Regions from separate parts of the Mus musculus genome. Here all the other regions are linked to region 3. Evidence: chromatin contacts called from public Hi-C data. All regions are on one chromosome and are shown on one strand. Each heading gives the region's core, a stretch centred on a gene start, on an enhancer-like site or on the middle of the called end of the contact. The rest is flanking DNA. Distances are from core to core; before and after follow the strand shown. Region 1 has its middle 160 kb from the start of 3100003L05Rik. Region 2 holds the start of 3100003L05Rik (RIKEN cDNA 3100003L05 gene). Region 3 has its middle 4.3 kb from the start of Gm30560.

Region 1 (4,224 bases), core at 588-3,087, 530 kb after region 3:
CTCTATAAGTCAGGAGCATAACAAGGGTGCCTTGTGAGAATTCTCAGGAAAAAAATTATTCCTGGAAAATTAAGACCTCGAAAACTAAAGAAAGGCAAGAAAAAAAGTTGACACATAGAGATATCAAAAGTCTGAAGTGCCATCCCTAGGCTTCTGAAGCAAGCTAGGTTGAACTGGAAACTTAAGGGTTCTTTGAAAAGTCATTTGGATGGCGTTTTGCTGAGGCAAACATGTGGAGGAACATTTCATTAAAGTGGACCCAGGTGTGAAAGGCTAAGGAAGACTTGTGAAGGAAGGTTTCGCTGAAGCAGACACAGGAGAGAGGATGTTCTGCTAAAGCAAGCATGTGAAGGAAACATGATAAAAGATTCTTTGCTAAGGACATGCATTTATTGGTCTGCCTTACATTGCATAGTTGAGATGCATTTGTCCAGACTCCTTAGAGAGAAATGCACCAAAAACAGTTGTAGGCATGATTGGATGCATGTGCTGAGGTTAAGACACATGATGAGGCAAGACCCGTGGAGGACAATTGATGTTTGGAGGGTATAAAGAGGACTCCACAGAGTGATGGAGACAGAGGTTGGCTTCCTGGCACAGCTAGCTGTACAAGGTTTGTGGATCTTGCATCTTTGTTCATCTTTGCTGTGCTGAAAGGAACAACCAAGAACTTCTCCTGGCCTCCCTCTGAGTCCCTCTTGCTGACTCAAGCCAAGGCTGAGGCCTGCCTGTCTCTGCTAGGTCATGTGACTGCTGTTGCTAACCCCACTCTACCAAACTGGACTGCTGCTATATTCATGAGATATTTATGGTTGGATCAAGCTGCTGCTGCCTGCTAACCCGTGAACTGAACTGCCTATTTCCAGATAACACAGACAAGAGTTGCTCCAAAGAACCTTTCTTAACAGATCTACTTCCTCTGTATCCTTTCTTTCCCACTACTTCTTGTGGGTGGTGGGATACAAGGAAAGTTAAGGTGTTTAAGACCCATCATTAAACATAGGATTAGAAAAAAAATTAAAGTTACACTGGGTACCTTGTGGTTGGAAAATGTTTTCCTAACATTGGAGTTGATGTCAGACTCTGAAATTCAGTCAGGGAAAAGTTCGAGCTGCTTGTTTACATGTTAAAATATGTTGAGCTGTGAATAGTATGTAAAAAAATAAAATTCAATTGCACAGTCCACTTTAGTTTTTTTTATAACATAGTTGACAAGTCTGGGTAGTAAGTGTGTTCTGTCTTCATTAAAATGATTCGACTCTTTCTCACACTATCAGATTTCTATTTTTGGCTCTTGGAACCAAACACATGCCTCCCCATTTCTGTAATTATTTCTGCTATCTGATCTCCAAAAGTCCTTCCTCTTTTACTAAAACCAAGATGTCTGACTTCTTAACGCCTTCTTTGGAATTCTGTCTCAATGTTCTCACCCATCTGGGGGTCACACTGAACTCTGTTCATTCTGGTATTTTTTTTGGGAGGGGGTTGGGGAGAACTTGGCAAACCAGTGCCTATACCACAGCTGTGGGTGGATGTGATTGTTTTAAAGCGTGTTCTTTCTGCCATGCTGCTCTGTGTGGCACATTTGCCACACAAAGCTATATAACAAGGAGACACCTTTGTCTAAAGCCTTCAACAGACCAATTCGTGTGAACCAGTACGACTGAGTGCCAAATCCCATAAAAGCTGGTGCCTTACTGCTCCTGACCTTACAAATCACACTGCTAACTCCACCCAGCCCCCTACATTAGCGATTTTGTGCTGAGCCAGAAGTGCTGGTGTGGGCCAACCCAACGCTTGTAAAATTGAGGTCATTTGGCTCCTAATCAGAGTTCAGACACCAGCTGGGATCTGTGAAAATTTCCTTCCCAGAGCATCAACTTGGAGGAGGCCCAGAGTACACTGAAGACAGAAGTGAAGTCTGACACCCACGCAGTTCAGAGATAGAATGAAAATGGCTGGCATCCCAGGGAGAAGAGTCAGAGGTCCAGGGCAGAAAGCAGCAGGGACTGTAGCTGGCAAACATTTCACAGTCCAAGGTCGTAGCCCACATCTCTGTGTTACCTTCATGGAAATCTTTTGCATAGTAATACAAGGACTGGGGAACATAGAATTTTATTTGTACTCATCCCCTTATCATGTGGTAAGAAAAACTTTAGAAGTCTGTTTCAAACTTCCAGCACTGCTTGCTCTGTTTCATTGGCTACATCACAGAAGAGTAGACTGTGGTCAGATCTGAAACTCACTTGTCCACAGCACACATCTGCTTGCAGGGACACCAGCCTACCCTGTTATCAGAGCTTACGGTTGAACAACTCCTCTGGCTCTGGGAATGGGTGCATGTCTAAGATGAGGGCTTTGTCTCCCTGTGAGTCCTGCTTTAGGGAGAATCCTTACCGCACCTACAACGGGAATTAAGAAATAGGTAAAGGGGGGAGGACTTCAGCAATTCAAAAGGTACTTGTTGATAAAGACATTTTCAATTTGACTAAAATACTGCTTCGATGGACCCAATATCAGAGACGCGATGGAAAGGTAAAGAAGACCAAAGCACATGACACAGGTGAAGGAGAATGCCCAATGACCCATTTTTTCAATGAATATATGCTAGTAAATAGCATTTTATGTGAATTGGAGCCTTTTGGCTTTGGGCTTTTAGGTTAAGAATGTTTACCCTGTATATGCCCATGACAGATGGCCTTTCTCTAGTCTTCACACAGTGTGAAAGAGACAGATTTTTCTTTCTTTTTTGCTATAGCCTTGGGAGGCTAAACAGTTTGACTGTCTTTTCCAAAGGCATATAGATTTTGTCTTGTGTTCAAGGAAAGAAAGGCTGGCTTTGGTAAGTGGAGAGGCTCTTCTCCCTCTCCTAGTGGCTTTGTAAGCTTTAATTGACATGTTAGGAAGTCTATGGATGGGTTCCTTGCTTGTCTCCAGCTTGCAGATAACAACCAACAGGTACCAAGAGTGGGCTTCCGTGGCTTCTTCAGGCTCTCCATCTCTACCCTTTAAGTCCTGGTAGTCTTGAAGACTGCAGACACTAGAGGGTTCTAGTTAGAGAACTCTGCAGGTCCACAGAAAATATCTCATTTGGGCCACAGACTCCCCTTGTATCTTTATTGCACCTGAAGATTCCCCACTGGGTCCCATCCCCAGTACAACTTGCTAATTATATGTAAATCTACAGCAAAAAGTAGAAATTAGGGGGAGGTTGAAATTTAGCTTGACTGGGGGAGGATGTCGAATTTTCACTTGAGATTGTCACGTTGAACCTCAAAAGGCTCTAGATTTTGTAGTCTTTATCCTCTGCAATAAACTTTAGGGTTTTTTTTTCCATTTCTGTTATGTATATCAGAATTCTGATGAGGAGTATATTGAATCTGTAGATCACTGTCAATTTTATGGCCATTTTTAGAGTGCTATTTGTACCGATCCATGAATGTAGGCTGTCCTTTTCAATTTCAGGTGTTGTTTTCAGTTTCCATATTTACTGAAACACTATTCACAATGACTTTACACCAGCTTAGATACCTACAAGCAGGTTTGTGAGTATAGGAAGGGTGGTGCATGCTCAATGGGTTATTCTTTGACAATTAAGAAAAGCACATTATGCCATGTGTAATGTGTTAGGGAATGGCTAACACTGGTGATCACCATGCTAAATGAAATAAAGCAGCCTCAGAAAAACAAATACAGCATTTTCTCAAATATGTAAAATTTCAACTTTCAAAAATGACTTGATTAGTGAGGAGAAGGAAGTCAGAATGAAGAGGGGGACTGACAACAAGTGTTACAAATGAACCATCTCATTGACAAATAACTGTCTTTTCTTAAGTTATGTTGCTTGCAGGAAAAAGGATGAGAGTGGAAATAGTAATAAGAAAATTAAAAGGATAAGTATCTTTGATTTCTTTCATTTATGGTCCCTAGATTTTTGTACAGATACATAAAATAATGCATATACATGTAACATGAAAATAGAAGTAAAATTGTCCAAAGAACAAAAAGTAATAAGAAGAGAGAGAGGGGGGGGAGTGGGGAGAGGGGAGAAGCGAGAGGGGAGGGGAGAGAGGTAGGGGAAGGGAGTAGGGGGAGAGGGGGAGAAGCAAGAAGGGAGGGGGGAGAGGTAGGGGAAGGGAGTAGGGGAAGGGAATAGGGGAAGAGGAGACAGGGAGAAAGGTGGGAGCCAATGCTGGATAAATAATATATACTTGTATAAAAACT
Region 2 (3,906 bases), core at 543-3,042, 680 kb after region 3:
TTCAGCTGCATCTCTTCTTTCAAAGGCTAACTGCTGGTCATGTCCACCATGAGGCTCCTGAGCAGCAGTCGCTGGCTTCTCTCTTTGGACCTCTAGGGTGAACTGGTTGTGTTACTTGCAAGGTAGCTCACTTTCAGGCAATTACTCCACTTAACAGGACGATGGCAGATCACAGGACTCATTGGCAGTTCTGGAGCCTGGCCTTGGCCCCATTTCCATACCCCTGAAGGTTAAAGTAAAAAAGATTACTGCCATATTCAGCCCAGCTCATCTTCACCGTGGGAATGGTCATTATTTCTTAGGACCTTTGACTACTTTCTACTTCAACTTCTGTCCTTCTTGTCTGTCTGCACCCGTGCAATGCCTTGACAATTCTTTGTAAACTTAAATCAGACACTAGTCCCCTACTTAGTGACCTTCTAGTAAATTGGAATACCCATGCCCTAATTATTTTACTAGTCTACAAATGGCACGATTTCATTATCATCATCTCTCCATCACCCGGTTCCTCCCACCTCTTGGGTTTGCTTCCTGGATGGCCTCCATAAGCTCAGTCCTCCCGCGTGCAGTGAGTTCAGCTTGGAAGTCTCTTTCCCAGCTATTCTCTTACTCATTCATGGCAGACTCTTTTCCAGATAGATCTACCTGCCAAAATAAGCCACTCCTGTCCCCCTGGCTTCCTTTGCATTGTTAGTCATCACCTGCAGAGATGTTAGGCTTCTTTGTTTATTTATTTATTGTCTGGTTCCCTGCTCACAGCTACTATCCTACAGAATACATTTCACAGCTGTAGAGAGGGCCCTCACACTGCTCATTATTTTTATCCCAGGCATCAGAAACAAAAGTTCTTGGCACACCCTGGGCACTTGTCTAATAATTATGAAGCAGTTGATTGAGCCTTTGCACAGTGCCTGGACCTGGGTTCCAGGTGAGCAGGTTTTGAACTCTCCTTTCTGGGTCTCACCTTGGTCTTCCCTGCTAGCTTGTGAGCTGTTGTAAGTGCAGTGGCTTTAGTCCTACTCGCCCCTGTATCCACTGCAGAGCACCAGTACAGAGCAGTCGCCAATCTGCATGTGTTAATGTCAAAGACATCCACAGTCATTAGAGAGGAAAAAAATGAAGAAAATAAAAATAAATAGGAGGAGTGACTCCTTGGATGCTTGTATCAGGCTTGGCCCACTATCAGAGGATATTCCACCTCTCTGCTATCTGTGACAGTGCCTATGTGAAGCCCCTGAGAGAAGGGAGAAAGTAGAGCATAGCCCCAAATGCTCCGCTCCCCAGGGGTGGCACCTGCCAGCAGAAGTCTTGCCAGGGTTGTCCTTGCCCCGCCTCCCCCTGGCCTCCCTTCCTTGTGGGTATAAATCCAGAAGCTCCCCACACTCAGATATCTGGATCCCCTGAGGCCCTGAGCTTCACGCACTCTTTTCTACACTCCTTCCTACGTAAGTGTGAGTCACTCTCGGGAGGGAGAAAGCTGTGCCAAGCTGGCTTTTCACCAGTGCCTGGGGACTCCTGCACCTGCAGAGCCATGTGTATTTTTCTCCCAACTCTTTGTCATGCTGGGAATGTTATTAAAATGACCTATTTATCAGAGTGAAAAAAAAAATCCCAGCTTAAGCCAAACAATATAGGATCTAAAATACAGGCTGTGAATTTAATTTGTATTGCAGCCGTGGTCCCCGAGTAACAGGAGGTGATTTATGATTCTCCTGAGGGAAGGCAGAAAGCGGGCCAGACACTGAGGGGTGATTCTTGCCTACATTCCTTGCTCCACTCTTACGCGGCCTCCCTGGACTCTGCCTGCTCTGTATCCTTGGGGCAAGCAGTTCTCAGAGTCTGTGCAGAGCCCAGCTGGTGCTGCAGCTGAGGGAACCGGGCAAGCATAGATTCTACTTTGAACAGACATCTGGATCATCCCCAGGTGTGTTGATTTGAAGAGAAGAGGAACATCCTGAAATAGGTAAGGTAGATGGGGTATTCTTAAAGAAAAACTGGAATGTAGGTGACATCAGTCCCCCACATGTCGTGCACGCAGCAGAAGTATGTACAGTACAGCAAATGGAAGCTCGCCTTTATGATTGGCTCTCATGTCATTCTTTGCCCGAGCGAGTCCATATAACTTCCCTCATCCCTCATAGCACCCACCACAAGTAACTCCTACTATGAATTTCCTACTGTAGACAAGAAACTGAGACAGGTTTAAAGAGTTGAAGACTTTGCTCAAGGGGATCACACAATCTGTTGGTGGCAGAAGCATTTGACTGTAGGCAGACCAGAGTTAGAGGACAGTGGCTGGATCTTGCAGGTGCTGGACACTTCTCATGTTTGAACAGCTACGTTGATGCTTTCTGTGATAGCTCACATGATGGTGGAATGGACTAACTTTGCCTGATAATTTAAGTGTTGTACTGAGCGCTTCCTCTGTGTGAGCTCTTTTCTCTTAACCACCTTAGGATGTAAGACATATCCTTATCCACATTGCAGATACAAACACTGAGCATGAGGAACACAAAGAGATGTGTCGTGGCCATCTGGTTCTAGCGGTCACAATGCCAACCATTGCAGTTACTCCTCATATGGACTTCAGCAGAGGCTGAGCCTGTAATAGCAGCAGAACTTGATCCTTTACAAGCAGCAATCCAGAACTTCTCCAAGAGTACAGCATATTCTGAGATTGCTATGTATGATATGTGAGTTGTCTTATTTTCACACACATGTTTCTTCTGATGATCTTTTGTAGGGAAAAGATGTCAACTTGTTCATTCACTGGACTGTGCAAAATTAGGAAAATCAGGGGGTTTCCTCTGCCACTTCATTTTGAGTTAAGAAGTAGGAAAACAAGCCCACAACCTGTAACAAAGTGTCTTTGTCTTTACAAGTGACAGAGGCAGAGAAGTCCCCTAGGAAAACCAGAGGAAGACAGAAAGTGGGAGGGAGACACAGGAGAGGAAAAGAGAGGAAAAGAATGAGAGAGGAAAGAAGAGACAGGGAAGGAATGAAGGAACAGGTAGGATGAAGACAAAGAAAAGGAGGTGTTTAAAAAGCACTTGTGAACCCCAAAAGACCACCAACGAGCCGATTCTGATACAATTGAACTAAGACTTTAGTCTTTTTATTCAATCCCACTGCTGACCCTGACGCAGTAGGATGGGAGGGTGAAACCCTGAGACCTTAGCAGGACAAGGTTTTATAAGAAATGACAAGCAAGAGAGGGAGTTTCCAGTCTGGAAAGCATCTAATTGAAAGACTATTGTAAGCCGACAGGTGGGTGCTCTGCTGCAAAACCATGAACCATCACAAACACAAACTGTCTGAAAGCACTTCTGGAGCTGTGAGACTAATCTTGATTGTTAGGGAGGGAGTAGCTAGGGAGTAACTGGGGTATGGGCCAGAGACAAACTCCTCTGGTTCTTCCTGGAACTTGGATGCAGCTTGGGTTCAGCTGCAGGTCGAGTTCTCAGGCTCTTTTTGTTTTTATTGTTGGGGTGGTGGTGGTGGTTGTTTGTTGTTTTTAAATGGAGGCTGGTCCCAAGATGGACTAGGTTTGGCCTCTCCGAGGGAGGAAAAGACATGGGAGGAAATGAAGAGAGGGAGAAGAAGAGGAAGAAACCAAAGAAGAAGGAAGGGAGGAGGTTGAAAAGGGGGGGGGGGTGGGAGATGGAAGGAGAGGAAAGAGAAACCAACCATGGTTGTCAGTCTATCTCCGCGTTTAGAAAGTCCCCCTTCTCTGTACCAGAGACAGCCCTATTTTAAGTGAAATGTGTGCACAGCATTTAATTTTCACAATGACTCAAGAACACAGTTAGCATAGTCTTTGTCTTGAAGATGGGGAAACTGAGGCACAGCCAGGTTAGACAGATGCCAAGGTTTTCATTTTTAGTATCTAGCACAATTAGGCTCCAG
Region 3 (4,137 bases), core at 703-3,202:
CCCAACATCATGTGAGCACAGTCTCACCTCTATGGAGAGGCTGCAGACCTCCAGATGTTTTGGCTAAAGAGCAATTGTTTCTGGAGATGCCTGTCTGCGATCTTTTATTTCTGTGTTGCCTCCATTGGTCCCTAACAGAAGAGGCGAGTGATCTGAGCTGACATTTTCTTTGCCTCCCTGGCTACTATCTAGGGAATGTGTGTTGTTGATGCTGGAAGCTGGATTTGGAGGCTTGGTCCCCAGCCTGTGAGTGGTGCTGGAAATTTTAGAAGGTGGCCCAGTGACATGAAGTAAGTCATGGGGGTGTGGCCTCTAAATAGATATTGGAGCTCCCAGTCCTTCAGCCTCTGTCTTTTGCTTCCTGGATGTTCTCTTTTGTCACATGTTCCCACCACAATGTGCCAGCAAGCCGGTGACCATGGACTGAAATCCCTGAAACTGTGTGCCACAAAACCCTTTCCTCCTAAAATCTTGGTGCCCCACGGAGCTGTTCACCTTGGTTTTAGAGCCTGGAAATACAGGTTTATCAAGAGCATCTACCTCAAAAGCTTACTGCAGAGATCAGTGGTGAGGATGTAAACAAAGTCAAGCGCTGAGCACTGAGAGAGCTGTACAGTCACTATGATCTCCCGTCTAGAGCCAGGGTCAAGTTCAAACGCCTTGAGGGATGGTCCTCATTCTCTCCTAGCTTCCTTGTCTAAGACTCCAGGTATGAAGAAGGGCCAGGGATGGGGCGGGGGAGCTGGGGCATAGTTGTAAACTTCTGAGTTCGAGGCGGCTTCCAATAAGAGCTTTTACATCGGTGTCCCTAGGCCAGGCCATCTCTTAGTACATAATCTTGTCACATGCAAATGTGCAGCCACACTGTGCATTTGCTGGCTGATCTGTTTATCACAGGTTGTTACTAGTTAGTGTTTGCCACGGTCTGGTCTCCTGGCTCTCTAGCACAGCCTGGCACGGAGGAGACACTCTCTGAACACTCTGCTGAACGGATGAAGAAGCTGGGGACTCCATGCCAGTGGCAGGCTGTGCCCCTTGATGTGGAGGAGCACAGAGGGAGACGACAGGTGGGAGGGACTGTGATGTCATCAGCCTCACCCACAGCCAGGGTCATCCCGGGGTACTCACTGGCAGGGTCACTTTGGAGAGAGCCTCCAGACACTTCCCACATGCTTTGTCCATGAGGCAGAGCCGAAGCCTGAAGTTCTACAAGGTCCAGCAGCTTAATACCCACTTGTTAGCTGGGTGCCTTTAATTCCTGAGGGTCTCTGGTTCCTCCTTGTGACACGGAGACACATAGTACTAACGTCAAAGATTCTGGCCATGAAATAAGCTCACCTATGCAAACAGCCTGGGAGGGGAAAGTGCTCAGTCTGGTATTGCTGTGTCCTGAGGCCAGGCTGCCCTTGAACTTGTGGCTCTATTTCTGCTTCTGCTTTCTGAATGCTGGGTTTGCAAGCGAGTATGAGCACTGTCATTCCCAGTGATTCTCTGGCACCACCAGGCCTAGGCTTCCTGGCTGCCTGAGACTTCTTCCCCGCAGCCTCCACATTGGACTAACCTGGCTCCATCTGGCCGCTGGGCTGCAGCAAAGAGCTTCCCTTGATGCTTCCACCAGGACTTAAAAAAAAAAAAAAAGGAAACCCTTTCTTGGATTGCTGCCCGCGGCAGACACAGTTTAAATTAACTCAAACCATTTTCTCTCCCCCCCACCTTTACTGATCCGTTTTCACGGAAGGGAATAGGAAGCCTTTTCAGAAAAGAGCGTTAGGAAGCGCTTATCTTTCTGCTCTCCAGAGGATGCCAGGGCAGGAGGTCCTAAGGTTTGTAGCGAGAGCAAGGAAGTGGCTTTTAAGGAGGAGTTTTCGGGAACTCGGTGCAGCGCACATCCCTAGGGAAGAGTGCAAGGTCCCGCCACACCGCCGCTGCAGTGCCACATATGACCGCTAGGGGGCACCCAGGCCTTATGACTGCTAGAGCCTGAGCGGCGTCCACGAGTTGAGACTGCGCGCGTGCTCAGGTTTGCGAGCCTGCGACCAGAGCCCGCGCTTGCAGCGGCGTCCTAAGTCCCTAGCAGGTCTAGCGCGGAGCCTCGCGCTCCTCTCCCTCCCTCCCACCCCATCTGTGACTCATTTATTCGGCTTTTCTCCCTTTGTTTCATCGAACCTATGTGCAGCTCCCCTCCCTTTCTCTTTCCCTTCCTTCTCCCCTCCCTCCCTCCCTCCCTCCCGTCCTCTCCCGATTTCATTCCTCCATTCCCTCTGCACATCTCTTCACAGTGTCTTCCACCTACCCATGCACCCTTCCGCTCGCTCTCGCGCTCCCGCCTTTTCTGCCCTCCTACTCTCCTCTCTTTCTGGATTTGGCCTGAATAACTTCAGATTTCCTGCCAGTCGACTTCGGGTAGTGGGCAGCTTTTCTGCGCCTTAGACCAACCTTCGCGGCTCCGTGAGGCTGTGTGGTGAGGGTCCGCAGTGTACAGGGGACAGTGCATGGCTCCCTGGATCCGGACTCCAGCTGTGCCTAAGCTCTCCAGAAAGCTTTAAAACATTGCTGAGCTCTGGGCTAGGTTGTTGGATAGTAGATAAAGTACCTGTTGACCAAGTGGGAGTCCCTGGCGTCCCCCCCCCCCCCCAGCACCACAAACACAGTTTTAAGTTTTGGGAGTCCTGCGCTCTCTGCCCCCCCCCCCTTTCCCCCTAAGGCACAGCTTGTAACATAGAGTTATAGTTGGAGGCTGAAAATGATTTTGAGTGTTGACAAAGGGTGTGAGGGGAACCCATTTGCTTGGGATTCGGATTCAGTGCTGCGCTCTTTCCACCCTGTTCCAGGAATTTGCAGGTTTAGCTCCAGTCTCATCTCCTCCACCCCCAGGCCAGCACCAAGCAGCAAGGCTGTGCTCTGGAAGGCCTGCCTGTCCTGGCCACATTCCATTAGCAAACAGCATTTCCTCTGTTCCCCAAGCTTATCTGTGGGTCCTCTATGGTGCTGGGGGTTCCCAGTGGGCAGAGCTGGGGTAGGACACCGGAGGCCTGGCCTGAATCTTTGCCCTCTCTTTCCTGCTAGTTTTGCCACGAGGACTTCTTTGGCTCAGAGCCACCCACATAGTTGCCAGGGGAGAAACTTCCAGAGCCGGGCCCAACAGCTGTCTTGGAGGCCTTGCTGGCCAAGACTGATTCCTGGGTGTGGCTGCTCCTCTCTTGGGAGGAAAGTAAGTAGTTTTGGGGTCCAGAGTCATCTAATGAGTATTAGAAAAGCAGATAGGGGTGGGGTGGGGGCTACGACTATTTGGCCTAAGAGGTGATGGGGGTGGGGCGGATGAGGGAGAAGTTGCCAGTCCTTTCCAGGTGGGAAGGTGCAGGTGTGAGTCCCAGCCAGAGTTTTCAAGCTGTGCTCCTGTGACAGAAACATTTCAGAGTGGTCCCCGGTATCCTTTGCATGGTGGGACAGGTCCAGTATAGTCTTTTCTACCAGAACCAAGCAAGCAAGGCTTGGGAAGGCTTAACGAATTCCATGAGGTCACTGTTCTAGATGGTACTATTGGCATATTTTATTCTTTTCCTCTTCCTGAGTAAATCTCACTTTCCAGCCGTTTGCAGTTAGCTAAGACTGTTTATTTTGTTCCGGCAAAGGGAAGTGGAGGTGAGAGTAAACCTTTTCAGTCCAAAACAGGAAACTTCCTCTGTGTTCTCCTAGGCTCCCCCCCACACCCCCGAAACTGTTGTTTGAGCCTGGAGGACATCCCTCTGTCATGTTGCCCAGCCTGCAGTAGATGTGCGTGCAGACAGATGATTCTGGGTACTGTTTGTTATTGCAGCAGATCCCAGCCCACCCTGACTGCTACATCACATAGCTAGGGAGAGATATGGCTGGAACTGGAGTTTAACCCTTTCTGACCCTGGGTTCTTCTCTTTTTGCCTCAAATGTAGACTGGGGGAAGGTGTGCAGGTCAATTGACTTAACGGAGTATAGTTTTTCTCTCCACGTTTTCACACTTTGGAATTAATTTTTCTCATTACAATCAATGACATCCCATAGTCTTTGCTGGTACTGCTGGGAGTGTGACACAATTGTCTATCAGATTTTTAAGAATGTCAGCATTGTGGGCTGGGGAGATGGCTCAAGGGTAAAGTGCTT

Evidence for each region. A called contact is a pair of places that touch in the nucleus more often than the background predicts.
Region 1: a contact with region 3 is called in a Hi-C map of uterus, with 4 times the contacts expected there. The contact joins two enhancer-like sites. A contact is called at or near these places in 7 of 484 Hi-C or Micro-C datasets (cerebellar granule neurons, cerebral cortex, myocytes and 1 more) and 3 of 115 datasets of contacts at active chromatin or transcription factors (embryonic stem cells, neural tube and stem cell-derived neural progenitor cells).
Region 2: a contact with region 3 is called in a Hi-C map of uterus, with 4 times the contacts expected there. The contact joins the promoter of 3100003L05Rik here to the enhancer-like site in region 3. A contact is called at or near these places in 3 of 484 Hi-C or Micro-C datasets (cerebral cortex, stem cell-derived neural progenitor cells and uterus), 3 of 115 datasets of contacts at active chromatin or transcription factors (embryonic limb bud, embryonic stem cells and stem cell-derived neural progenitor cells) and 1 of 9 other capture datasets (embryonic stem cells).

The regions. Positions count from the first base shown.
Region 1 is chr7:124,865,889-124,870,112 of GRCm38.p6, reverse strand. No RefSeq gene overlaps it. Among named protein-coding and RNA genes, the nearest start is that of 3100003L05Rik, 160 kb to the right of the region's middle. Within about 2 kb of position 1,837, at least 38 of the 459 cell types and tissues checked have an H3K27ac peak or open chromatin away from gene starts, as enhancers often do. A contact at or near this core is called in uterus, where this site is marked.
Region 2 is chr7:124,706,821-124,710,726 of GRCm38.p6, reverse strand. It overlaps 3100003L05Rik (RIKEN cDNA 3100003L05 gene), which reads left to right and starts at 1,792. Exons shown (of 4, transcript NR_045907.1): 1 at 1,792-1,963.
Region 3 is chr7:125,391,651-125,395,787 of GRCm38.p6, reverse strand. No RefSeq gene overlaps it. Among named protein-coding and RNA genes, the nearest start is that of Gm30560, 4.3 kb to the left of the region's middle. Within about 2 kb of position 1,952, at least 135 of the 459 cell types and tissues checked have an H3K27ac peak or open chromatin away from gene starts, as enhancers often do. A contact at or near this core is called in cerebral cortex, embryonic limb bud and uterus, where this site is marked.